Linked DNA regions of Zea mays: region 2 is linked to region 1. Evidence: chromatin contacts called from public Hi-C data. All regions are on one chromosome and are shown on one strand. Each heading gives the region's core, a stretch centred on a gene start, on an enhancer-like site or on the middle of the called end of the contact. The rest is flanking DNA. Distances are from core to core; before and after follow the strand shown.

Region 1 (5,376 bases), core at 1,541-4,040:
AAGTGCATCGCAGTTCACAACATTCTAAGATGAGTAGTTGACATCAAATATATTTAATACAGAACAGGACTGGTCATCGTCAACTCCACTTGGAAAAGTGTATGAGCTAAACATTGTTTTACATGTATCCCAGGAATAAACATCATCTTGAACTAAAATACTTTCTGATATATATTCAAGGTAGGGGGAGGGGGCACTACAAGCTTGAAATAATTATTTTTGCCAGCCACAAGTAAAAAGAACAAGAGCAGGCATGGTGCAGTGTGAGAGCTGTCCCTGAGTCACCAGGTTTAGGGTTCGAAGCAGACTCTCCACATTTGCGGGGGATGCTTGCCTCGGTTCATCTCTTTCCCAGACCTCACTCATGCGGGAGCCTCCAGCACTACCCAGGTAAAAAAAACATTTGCAAATTGCACAGCTGAAGATACATACCACACCCTTCAGAACTATATCAGTTTCTGAATCATTGTTTTGATATACAACACCGGGACAATCAATCAAAAATATCTTTTTAGTGAGAGTGATGTACTGCCACACTTTTGTCTCTCCAGGTATTGGAGCAACCTTGCAGACCTGAAAGCATAACCTAATTGTCAGAATAACCTGAAAAGAAAATTAGAAAGTGCTACCTTTAAAGCATGAGGAGAGAATTACACTCTTCGACCGTAGTGTGTTAATAACTGATGACTTCCCAACATTGGGGTACCCAACAAACCCGACAGAAATAGCTTGTTTGTCATTCTTCAAACGAGCAAATTGCCTCAATACTGACAGAAGAGATCCCTGTACATTTTCAGAAAGGTTAGGGCTTAATCACATAGAACATAATATATGATACACTGAAAAAGATTATGCAAAATGCAGACTTACTTTGCCAAATGACTTGTTGATGCTTGCATGGAATGCTAGGGTGGGATAGTCCTTCGAAAGGGTCCTTAACCATCCTTTTGTAGCCCAAGCAGGGATTAGATCACACTAAATAAAAAATGAAAAAAAACAATCAATATGCCTCTAAGATTTGTACAGGAATATGCTGCAGAGTAGTTGATACCTTATTTAGTAAGAAAACCAAGTGTTTGTGCTTGCAGTTCTCTTTTAGATGTCTCTCTAGATGGTAGCATCGAGTGCCCATTGGATCCCTGGCGTCCAACACCTGCAGAATAACATCTACAAAGATTAAGCATACATTGGTTGAGCTCACAAAACTCTTCACATGGGCAAAAGAGTTGCGATGCTAACCTGCACAACAACGTCCGAAGAGTCAATAACTTTGTATAGTTCACCCCAGATTCTTTTGCTCTGTCCCTTCTCAAACATTGTATGCCTCACTAGATCACGTAAGCCATCTTCTTCTTCCTCCCTTGGCAACTTTGATGAAGCATACTTTTGCTCAAACACATCTGAAGAAGATAAAACAACATGCAAGTTCACAAAAATAAAGAGCAGTACACCAAACAAGGAGGTGCCGAATGAACATGTTAAAATTTCGCCATCCAGTGGCCTTCAAATTGCATGTTTTACTAGAACATGAACATCAATGACTTAAACCAACAATTGTGGAGTTAACTTTAAAACATCAATAGAACAAATCAAATTGCTGTCTTCTAAAATGGCATGCAATACTTTGGATATTTGATCAAAGTGTAGTAACTGTCAATGTATATGACTGACCTTGGGAATCATCAGCTCTCTTCAGCAAAGATTCGTAGTCAAGAGCAGTTAGTTTCGGACGTTTCCTCTTGCCCTTTGGCCCAAAAGCATGCTCAAAAGGTTCAACTTCAAGCAGATGTGCCTTCGCTTGCTGCATCAACAGAAGCAAATATACATAAGAATAACTTTTGCATACTATACAGTGGTCGGATAACAAGCTACTTGTTTCCTTTTTTATTATACCCAGCCAACTCAACAGTCAATACGACACTTAACCAAACAGGGGAACACGAACAACATTGACTGCATCGATACAAGCAAATGTTAGTCTTGCCCCCGTCTATCTCGACAGAGTGATGACCACAACGGCAGATGATAATCATAGGATGATAATCATAGACGCTAGCGTAGCACCTTTTGATGATCTTGCAGGAGCGATAGTGGCAGCTTCCGTTCTTTCAGGATGACACTGAAGTTGTCGGAAAGCCGACTCTGGAGTTCCTCCCGGAACATTTCAAGCTGTGGCTGGCCCACAACGCGAGTATTGCCTGCAAGCACCAAGAGCCGGATCAACACGAGAAAGGCACAAGCAATCAGCATCCGTCAATGATATTTAAGCGTGGAACCATCGGAGTAGGTAACTACTGCGGTACTGCCACAGAGCAGCAATTAATCCTGGAGCTACAATGAAGCATTCGATCGCACAATTGAAGCACCAACTAAGCGTATGTTATCCGAATAATGCCGCTCGAATATTAGAATTAGACACGAAGCTAGGCGGTGGAGATCGGACTCACCGAACCACCGGCGGTCGGGCTCGATGCGGGTGTTGGGGAGCTCTTTAGACTGGAAATCGTTCCTGAGCACCTTCCCGGCGCGGTCCCTCTTGGGCCGCGTCTTGTACATCTTGAGCCGCCGCACGGTAGCCGCGGACCGGCTCCCGCCACCGGCGCCGCCGCCCGCGCCCTTCTTGTCATTGGGGCGGTTGACGTCGTTCGAGTGCCGCGGCTTGCCCGACACGTTCACCGCCTTCTCCTTCTTCTTCGCCATCTCCTTCTCCCTCGTCTACTTGGTTCTCTTGTGAGTTCGCGATGGGGAGGAGGGGAGGGTGAAGAGTAGTGGAAGAAGGCGGTGGGAAAGAGAGGAGCCGACGATGTTGGGAAACTAGGGTTTTGACAGGAGAGGGCAGCGTGGCTCGCACGTGCGCGTCAGGCATGCGAGCCTTTTGTGGGCTGGGCTTTGCCGAGGGTAATGGTCAGCAAACTTTTGGCCCACTACAAACGCGACCGCGTCTACCTAAATTTTTCTAAAGGCATATTTATAAGAAGCTCCCTAATAAATGACTTCAGAAAATCAGTTTAAAAGTATATCTAAAAATTAGTAGTGGTATATTTTAATACTTTCTCCAACAGATCCCTTAAAGCGGCAGATTATTTCTGGAAAGCCCAAAAAACTCATTTGTAGCTACAAATAAGGGAGTTTTAAATTCCACGAAATCAAATGGTTTTACGAAGAGTCTAACTTCTCATTTTTTTAACGAGAATCCGGTTTTTATAAACTGAGATATAAAATGTCATGTTTAGAATCACTCTTATTTCTATAAATAAGTTTTTTTAAGAAACTAGTTACTTACAAACTAACCCTTGATAGAGACAGCAATATGGACTAGATCCCCGGCTCCCCGCGAGGAATTCATCCATTACGGGATGGGGATGGGGAAGTTTCTTCCTTCACGGGGATATAAATAGGGAAAAATTCTTTCCAGATGGGTAAACAGGGACGGGGATAGAGAAGCATTCTCCATCCCCGTTTCCCTTGGGGACCCGTTAAACTTACACGTGACGACGTTTTCATATAATAGTTAATGGTAAAAGTAACTAATTATCTTGTCAAGTGATCACTCATTATACAAATGTGTTTATTTTGATGTATGCATAATGATTCTTACATCTGACAATGTGTATAAGTGACAATGTTTTGCATTAATGACATATGAATTACGTCATAGTTATAATTTAAGTGGGGACGAGGATCCCCGACGAGGATTTATCCCCGCGGAGAACGAGGATGAGGAATAAATGTCACCCACAAGCGTTCATGGGGATCCCTGTGGGGAAAAAATTTTGTCGCAGGGACAGGGACGGGGAGCTAAAACCTGACGGGGAATTCCGCATTGTCATCCCTAACCCTTAATGGGCAAGTAATTAGTGCTAGAGTTTTTTATTCTTCCTTTTTTGCCTCTAGTGTGAGTAGGTGCACCTAGGAATGGCAATGGCGGAAATTCTTCGTCGGGGAATGCCTCCCATCCCTGTCCCAATGAGGAGAAAAATTATCCATCCCCATCTTCGTGAACGCTCACGGGGAAGCTTTTGCTCTCATCCCCGTCCCTATCATGGAATTTATCCCGCAGGGAATCTGTCCCGCTAGAAAATACAATAGTTAGAGACAAATTCAAATTAATTATATTAAAATTGAACAAACAAGATTTAAAATTACAAGAGATATCTACTTTAGAGTCTAATTTTCTATTTTATGGTAAGCTATGTGTCGTGGTTTCGAAAACCAGTGGACAATAGATTTGTGTTCAGTGGGGGATGCAAGTGCAGACTCACTCCGAATGGTGGATCTCGTGGATCTAAGCGGGGAACTGAGACACAAGGGTTATAATGGTTCAGGCTTTCGCCCTAGTCTAGTGTAGTGTTGATCATAGTATTGCTTTGAGGCATGTTACAACAGGTGTGCTTGTCTCCCTAGAGGAAAGAGGGCCCACCCTTTTATCGTTCAAGGATTGGACCTTACAGATTTGTTTTCTATGAGAGAGAGAGAGACAGAGGGAGGGAGAGAGAGAGATTGGATCCTCTCGGTCATCGTGCGTGTTCTTCGTAGGGTCGTGCGTAGCCGTACTCCTGGTATGACATATCATCTCGCTCGTTAGTTATACAGCCCCATGTAGCTAGTCCATTAATGACACCTTCAAAGTAGTGCACGGTGTGTCTCGCAGGTCAGTCCCACAGAGCGGTGGTGCGTGACGCGGTTTTTCCTATCGTCACAGGCTTGCGTCACCCCCTGTCGCGCGTAGGCATACTGAAAGGGAAATGTGCCCTTGGGCCATTTCTAAGTATTTTGGTGATTTAGTGTCCAACACAAGTGCCTAAGTGACAAATGGTGGACAAAGTACAAATCAAGTATAAAGGTATGTTTCTCAGACTTAGTACATTGTTTTAGAGACTAATGTATTGTGTCTAAGTGCTAGAAACAGGAGAAATCGAATTGGAGAAGAGATGGCTTTGTTCAGCCAAAGTCAGCTCTGTCTGGGTGCACCGGACAGTGTCCGGTGCGCCAGGCTGGCTCAGGCGAACTTGCCGCTCTTGGGAAGTAATTAACGGCGTATGGCTAAAATTCACCGGACTGTCCGGTGTGCACCGGACTGTCCGGTGAGCCAACGGTCGGTCGGGCCAACGGTCGGCCGCGCGATCCGCGCGAGACACGTGGCCGAGCCAACGGTCGGAAGGGAGCACCGGACTGTCCGGTGTGCACCGGACAGTGTCCGGTGCGCCAACGGCTCTCAGGCGCCAACGGTCGGCTTCGCCAAAGAAGGAAAGAAATCTGCACCGGACAGTGTCCGGTGGTACACCGGACTGTCCGGTGCGCCAGGCGACAGAAGGCAAGAAATGCATTCCTGGAATGCTCTCAACGACTCCTAGCTGTCTTGGGGCTATAAAAGGG
Region 2 (5,303 bases), core at 578-3,077, 170 kb before region 1:
TCACTGCTTGGACTCCCATTTGAGCTGCTGTTCCCGTAGCGGGCGAGATTTTCTGGTACAGGAACCCTTAAGTTCTGCAAAGGCTGCAACAGCATTTCCAGTAACCCCCATCATCAGAATGGCATACCAATAGGGATAAAAAGGCATATAAAAACATAACAAGAGTAGATAAACTTCTCTTCTTCACAAAGTTCAAAAAACAAGAGAACATCAGTGTTGCTCTACCCATTTCTACACTACCTGAGACTACAAGATTTAAAGATCCTACACAGTCCAATTTGGTAGATAAGCAGCAAATAAAAATACAAGAGTAATAAAATGATGGATTCAATAGCAAAGATGCAAACAAATAAACAACACTGGCATGGTCTACCAAAATTCCCTTAGCAGGCACAAATCGTAAGATTAGCAAACTGCATAAAACCAAAACCCAACTATGTATTTTGCTGATGAAAACTATATAAAAATAGCATGACAAGGAACTGTCAGAGAACATGCATTTGGCAAAGGAAATTGTTTATGGGTGCACATGCTTCGAAGAATGAAACACCAAGCAAAACTAGTATGTGTCAGTTTAGAGAAAGCAAGAATAGCAAATTAGCAATAGTGACAATTGACACACTGCAAACTAAGCAAACCAGTAGAGCACAACACACAACACACAATGCACGACAAAAGAGCATAGATAGATCCCAGCAACTAATAAGAGATGTATGTAACTCATAACATTGTATGACTACATTAAGAACAACAACTTAGGCAAGCAACTGCACCAAAACATATTCAGTCATGCATGAAATACTATATTTTTTGACAAAAATGATGAGTAAACACTAAGCAGGAGGCAGCTGATATAAGTTAAACAAGACAATAAGCACACCAGTTGATCATGAATTTTCAACACACTAAGAACCGTACTTAGACTAGAATAACCAATAAGGGAAACCAGTGACTTAGGCCTAGCAAAACACAATGCAGCAATTGAATGGTAGTCCAAAGTCCAAACCAATTAAACAGTAGTGTTGAGCAATGAGTATCAGCTACCATACAACATAGAGCAGCACCACTACGCAACCTACATTAATCGGATACTAGGCAGCCATAACAGACGGGCTGAAAAGGGGGCTCCAACTCAAAATGACCACCAGATTGCACCCAAAAAAACATGGTACAAAATAAGTAACCCGGGGAAGAGAATTAACCCAGAACCGAGCAATAACGAGTTCGGTAACCCAACAATTGCATCCACCCCGCAGCGTTCAATCCACAGCGAAACCCTCTTCACGGTAGAGAGAGAGAGAGAGAGAGAGAGAGAGCAGAGCAGAGCTACACAGTAATAATAGCGGCTACCTCGAGGTTGAACAGCGTGGAGTAAGAGAGCCCGCCGCCGCCCCGCGGGGGTGCGCGGCGCGGATCCATGTAGAAAACCCTAGCGCCCCGGCTCGCCGCGGGAGGTGGGGAACCGGAGAGAGAGAACGCAGGGACCGAATATAACGCCGAAGGCGCGGTGCGGGAGTCGGCCCAGTCGGTCCGCGGCTACGGCGGCGACGGGATTAAGGTTAGGGTTGTGGGCGGAAGCGGAAGGGGGGTGGGGAAGGAGGCGGAGGTGGAGGGAGGCGGTGGGGGGTGGTGTGGATGCCCTGTTGTGACGTGGTGGGGGAAGTAGTAGAACGAGGCATGGCTCTGGCTTGGCCGCGGAGGGGAGAGAGGAGAAGAGGGGAGCAGGGAAAGCGAAACCGGAAGGGGTCTGGGCCTGGGTTTTCCACTCGCCAACGTATGTGCTGCGGCTGCTGCCTGCGCCAACGTATGTGCTGGCTGCCTGCGCCCACACGGCCTTTGTTTCTTCTCTCTTTTTTTTATCCCATCCGGAGTTAATTTTGGCGGCAAAACAGAATTCTTGGAGTTTGTTATTAGAAAATGAATGCAAAACTTCTTAAATTGTAAATTTAGAGAGTTAAATTATAGATTTAGAGATATGCTAAAACATTTTAAGAAATAAAAAATATATGTGATCCAGCCAATCTCTATTTATTGGTTACTAATTTTTTAAAAGTTGCACACGTCAAGAAATAAGTGAACCCACTTTCTACTTTTAATTGGACTGGTGCAGAAAATCCCTATCAACAACATTTACTTACTTTTCAAGCGGTATAAGATCTGCTACAGATCTTAATAAGGTAAACTTTCATATCGGCTTACATAAAAAAATGCTAACAACGTCTTGTGAAGTCGGAGTTGTCGATGAAAGACCAGGCAGCCGTAACAACAGGCACACACCATCCACAAAGGTCCTCACGGCGACGGCATGAAGGTGACATAGGAGGCGCTATAGTGGCGCCTCGACACAAGAGGTTCTCTAACGGTGGTGGCGTCTAGGTGTTTGGAGCACTGAGATGGATTTGTGATCATCGAGATGATGGGACGCACAAAACAAATGGTGGGAGTAGGCTTTTCACAGTGGATTTGGCGCAAACGTTGATTTCAGGAGTCCCAACAATGTTGCTAAATGTAGAAATGAAATTGAATTTTGTAGAGAGTTTGTAAATTTAGGGACTTGCTTTACACTACTATTGGAGAAGAGTTTTCTTGAAAATTTCTTTAATTCATATTTATAGAGTTGCTTACCTAACTATTGTGGATGCTCTTAAACCTCCACCTATAGGGTAAGACGCCTATGGTATATATTAAAAAAACCTTCTCATGTCGATAAAACTCTCTGAACCCCTACCCCACATATACACAGCGACACTATAGTCATGTGAGAATATCTGTAACCAAGGCCGGTCCTTAGACTTATGCTTTGGCGTGAAAATCTAGGACCTAAGAAACGCTGCTCGTAGAACAACATATTTAGAGGCATTTTTTCTAGATGCAATATATATATATATATGCGAGTGTTATTATATAATTTTATCACATAAAGTAGAGTTGCGTCTGCATTGCTATGATCAAACCACTATTAAGAATCTCCTTAATATTATTATTACTATATTATTATTATTATTATTATTATTATTATTATTATTATTACTATTATTATTATTATTGTTATATATACTAGGTGAGTGCCCGTGCGTTGCAACGGAAACATATAATACCACAATAACTTATGTACAAATGTGTGTTATATTATTATGAAAAAGATTTCATAATTCATTTATGATTCTAGGTATACATAATCCTCTGTTTCACCACTACATTACAACCAATCAGTATTATGCAACCATCTAATTATAAATATTCTAGATAAGTTTATGGAATGAACTTTGAAACAAGTTCTTTCAGTCCACATGTAGAAGCCACGATAGAAAAATGCAAGTTTTTTAAACAAGTTCTTTCTCACAAAAGGGCGTTCTCGCGGATCCTTGTATATATGGGGGCAAAGTACCAAATCAAAGGACACAAGAAACCTAAAAGGTAACTATAACCACAATATGCTCAATAGATAATTGTGAACCAAAGTATATATGAAGGTTGTAGTAAAGAATACTTACAAAGATCACTATCTGGCTATCTCGCAATCCACCAAAGTTATGTAAACATTTCACAGTGAGCAAGAAAGACATCAATAATAATATTTGGTGGTAGTCTCAAAACAGGATTGCCCCCACCAAAATGAAGAACAGAGTTCACACACCTTTTGTGAGAACTCAACTGGGCGAATCGAAGAATAGTGGAAGATGCGAGGAGGAACGGGGTGGGGTGGCGGCCTCGACTATCTCTTCCCTTCGGATTTCTTTAATACTCGTCGTTGTGGTGCAGCGTCGTTGGAAGGTCGCCCCCAATGATGGGAGGAGATTGCAGGGGCGATGATGGAGGGTGCGGCCACAACGACGATTACCTTTCATCGGGTGCGCGGAGCGGGTCTCTGGTTTGGGAGCGACCTTCCATCGGCGGACGCGCGGTGGGGGAGGCGGCTAGGTGAAGCTGTGCGAGCGGGTGCGCGGATTGCGGAGGCGGTCGCGCGGTCTCTGGTTTGGGGCGACCTTCCATCGGCGTCCGCGCGGTGGGGGAGGCGCCGAGGCTGAATCTGCGCGACCTTCCATCGGTAGACGTGGACGCGCGGATTCTACGGATCGCGGAGGTGGTCGCGCGATCTCTGGTTTGGGACGACCTTCCATCGGCGTCCGCGCGGTGGGGGAGGCGTCGAGGTGAAGCTACGCGACCTTCCATCGGCAGACGCAGACGTGCGGTGGGGAGAGCGTGCGATGGGAGCCGGTGGACGTGGATTCTGCGGACGCGGACGCACGGTGGGAGTGCAGCGCGGCAGAACACGGCGCACGGAGTGTGGACGCCTACAATGGTGTCTTATAGAATAGTACAACATCCTCAGTGTTATAGAATAGTACAACGCACGGGCACACAAACATATTTAATATCCATAAAATAAAAAAATAAATTTAAAATCAAAGTGAACATATAGTTCACATATCATATATCAAACTAATAAGCACAAATATTACACCTTAGCTAAAAGGCCGAGAAATATTGCTCTCAAAAGCTTTTTAATATGATGCCGTGTTAGTACAACATCCTCAGTGTTACAGCAGCACTACATTGCTCGGCAGTAGCAAATAGGGTAGCCTGAATAGCTGGCTCAAAGATTTCCTTGTATAGCCTCTGAGATCGTACATATTGAAAAGCTCTTTTGCAGTCAGTACAGAGGAAGGTATCAACAATAATCTAAGAAAGATAAATGATTATCAAGACATGTAGTACAAGTGACACATACAATAATCTGAACTAATTGGATAGACAACAAAACTTATCTAGAAATGTCATAATCTTTCAATTACCATGGTCCTAATCATTGAAATAGCTTGCCATCTCTCAAATAGTGGACAAGATATATGGAGAGTAGTACAAGAAAAGAGTGTGCCAATTGAGTAGTCTGTATAAAAGCAAACATAAAAGACCATTATATTTTGAGTAATGGTTGATTAGGTTAGTAAATACCATTTTCAAAATTCACTAATCGGCTACAAACGTTGGCTTATTCAAATTTGTTACTGCCCTATATTCATGCGAATCATTATCATTACTATTTACGTTACATTTTGTGAAGAAAACGACACCATATTGTATATCTAAATGCATAAGAAAAACTATTTATCTAGTAAACTAAAATAGCTTATAATTAATAGATATTGATAATGTTTATTATATATATTGATTAGAGACAGTTGGAATTATATCACAGGCTTGCCATTTTGTTGACAATCGGTGCTCGCTGGTGTCTGCAAACAGTTCTAGAAACAGAAACACAATTTTGCAGTCATTGGCTGAGAACCTGGAAGACAAAT

What was found. Hi-C and Micro-C count contacts between places; a contact is called where the count stands out from the background.
Region 2: a contact with region 1 is called in a Hi-C map of leaf, with 10 times the contacts expected there. The contact joins the promoter of LOC103634945 here to the promoter of LOC100283854 in region 1. A contact is called at or near these places in 11 of 25 Hi-C or Micro-C datasets (bundle sheath, ear, endosperm and 3 more) and 1 of 3 datasets of contacts at active chromatin or transcription factors (seedling).

The regions. Positions count from the first base shown.
Region 1 is chr1:60,399,243-60,404,618 of Zm-B73-REFERENCE-NAM-5.0, reverse strand. LOC100283854 (nucleolar GTP-binding protein 2) reads right to left here and starts at 2,790. Exons shown (of 11, transcript NM_001367182.1): 1 at 2,448-2,790; 2 at 2,065-2,198; 3 at 1,672-1,801; 4 at 1,240-1,400; 5 at 1,052-1,153; 6 at 871-975; 7 at 655-783; 8 at 433-573. The coding sequence starts at 2,700.
Region 2 is chr1:60,571,625-60,576,927 of Zm-B73-REFERENCE-NAM-5.0, reverse strand. It overlaps LOC103634945 (chromatin-remodeling ATPase INO80), which reads right to left and starts at 1,827. Exons shown (of 22, transcript XM_020546378.2): 1 at 1,351-1,827; 2 at 1-83. The coding sequence starts at 1,419. It also overlaps the pseudogene LOC111590652.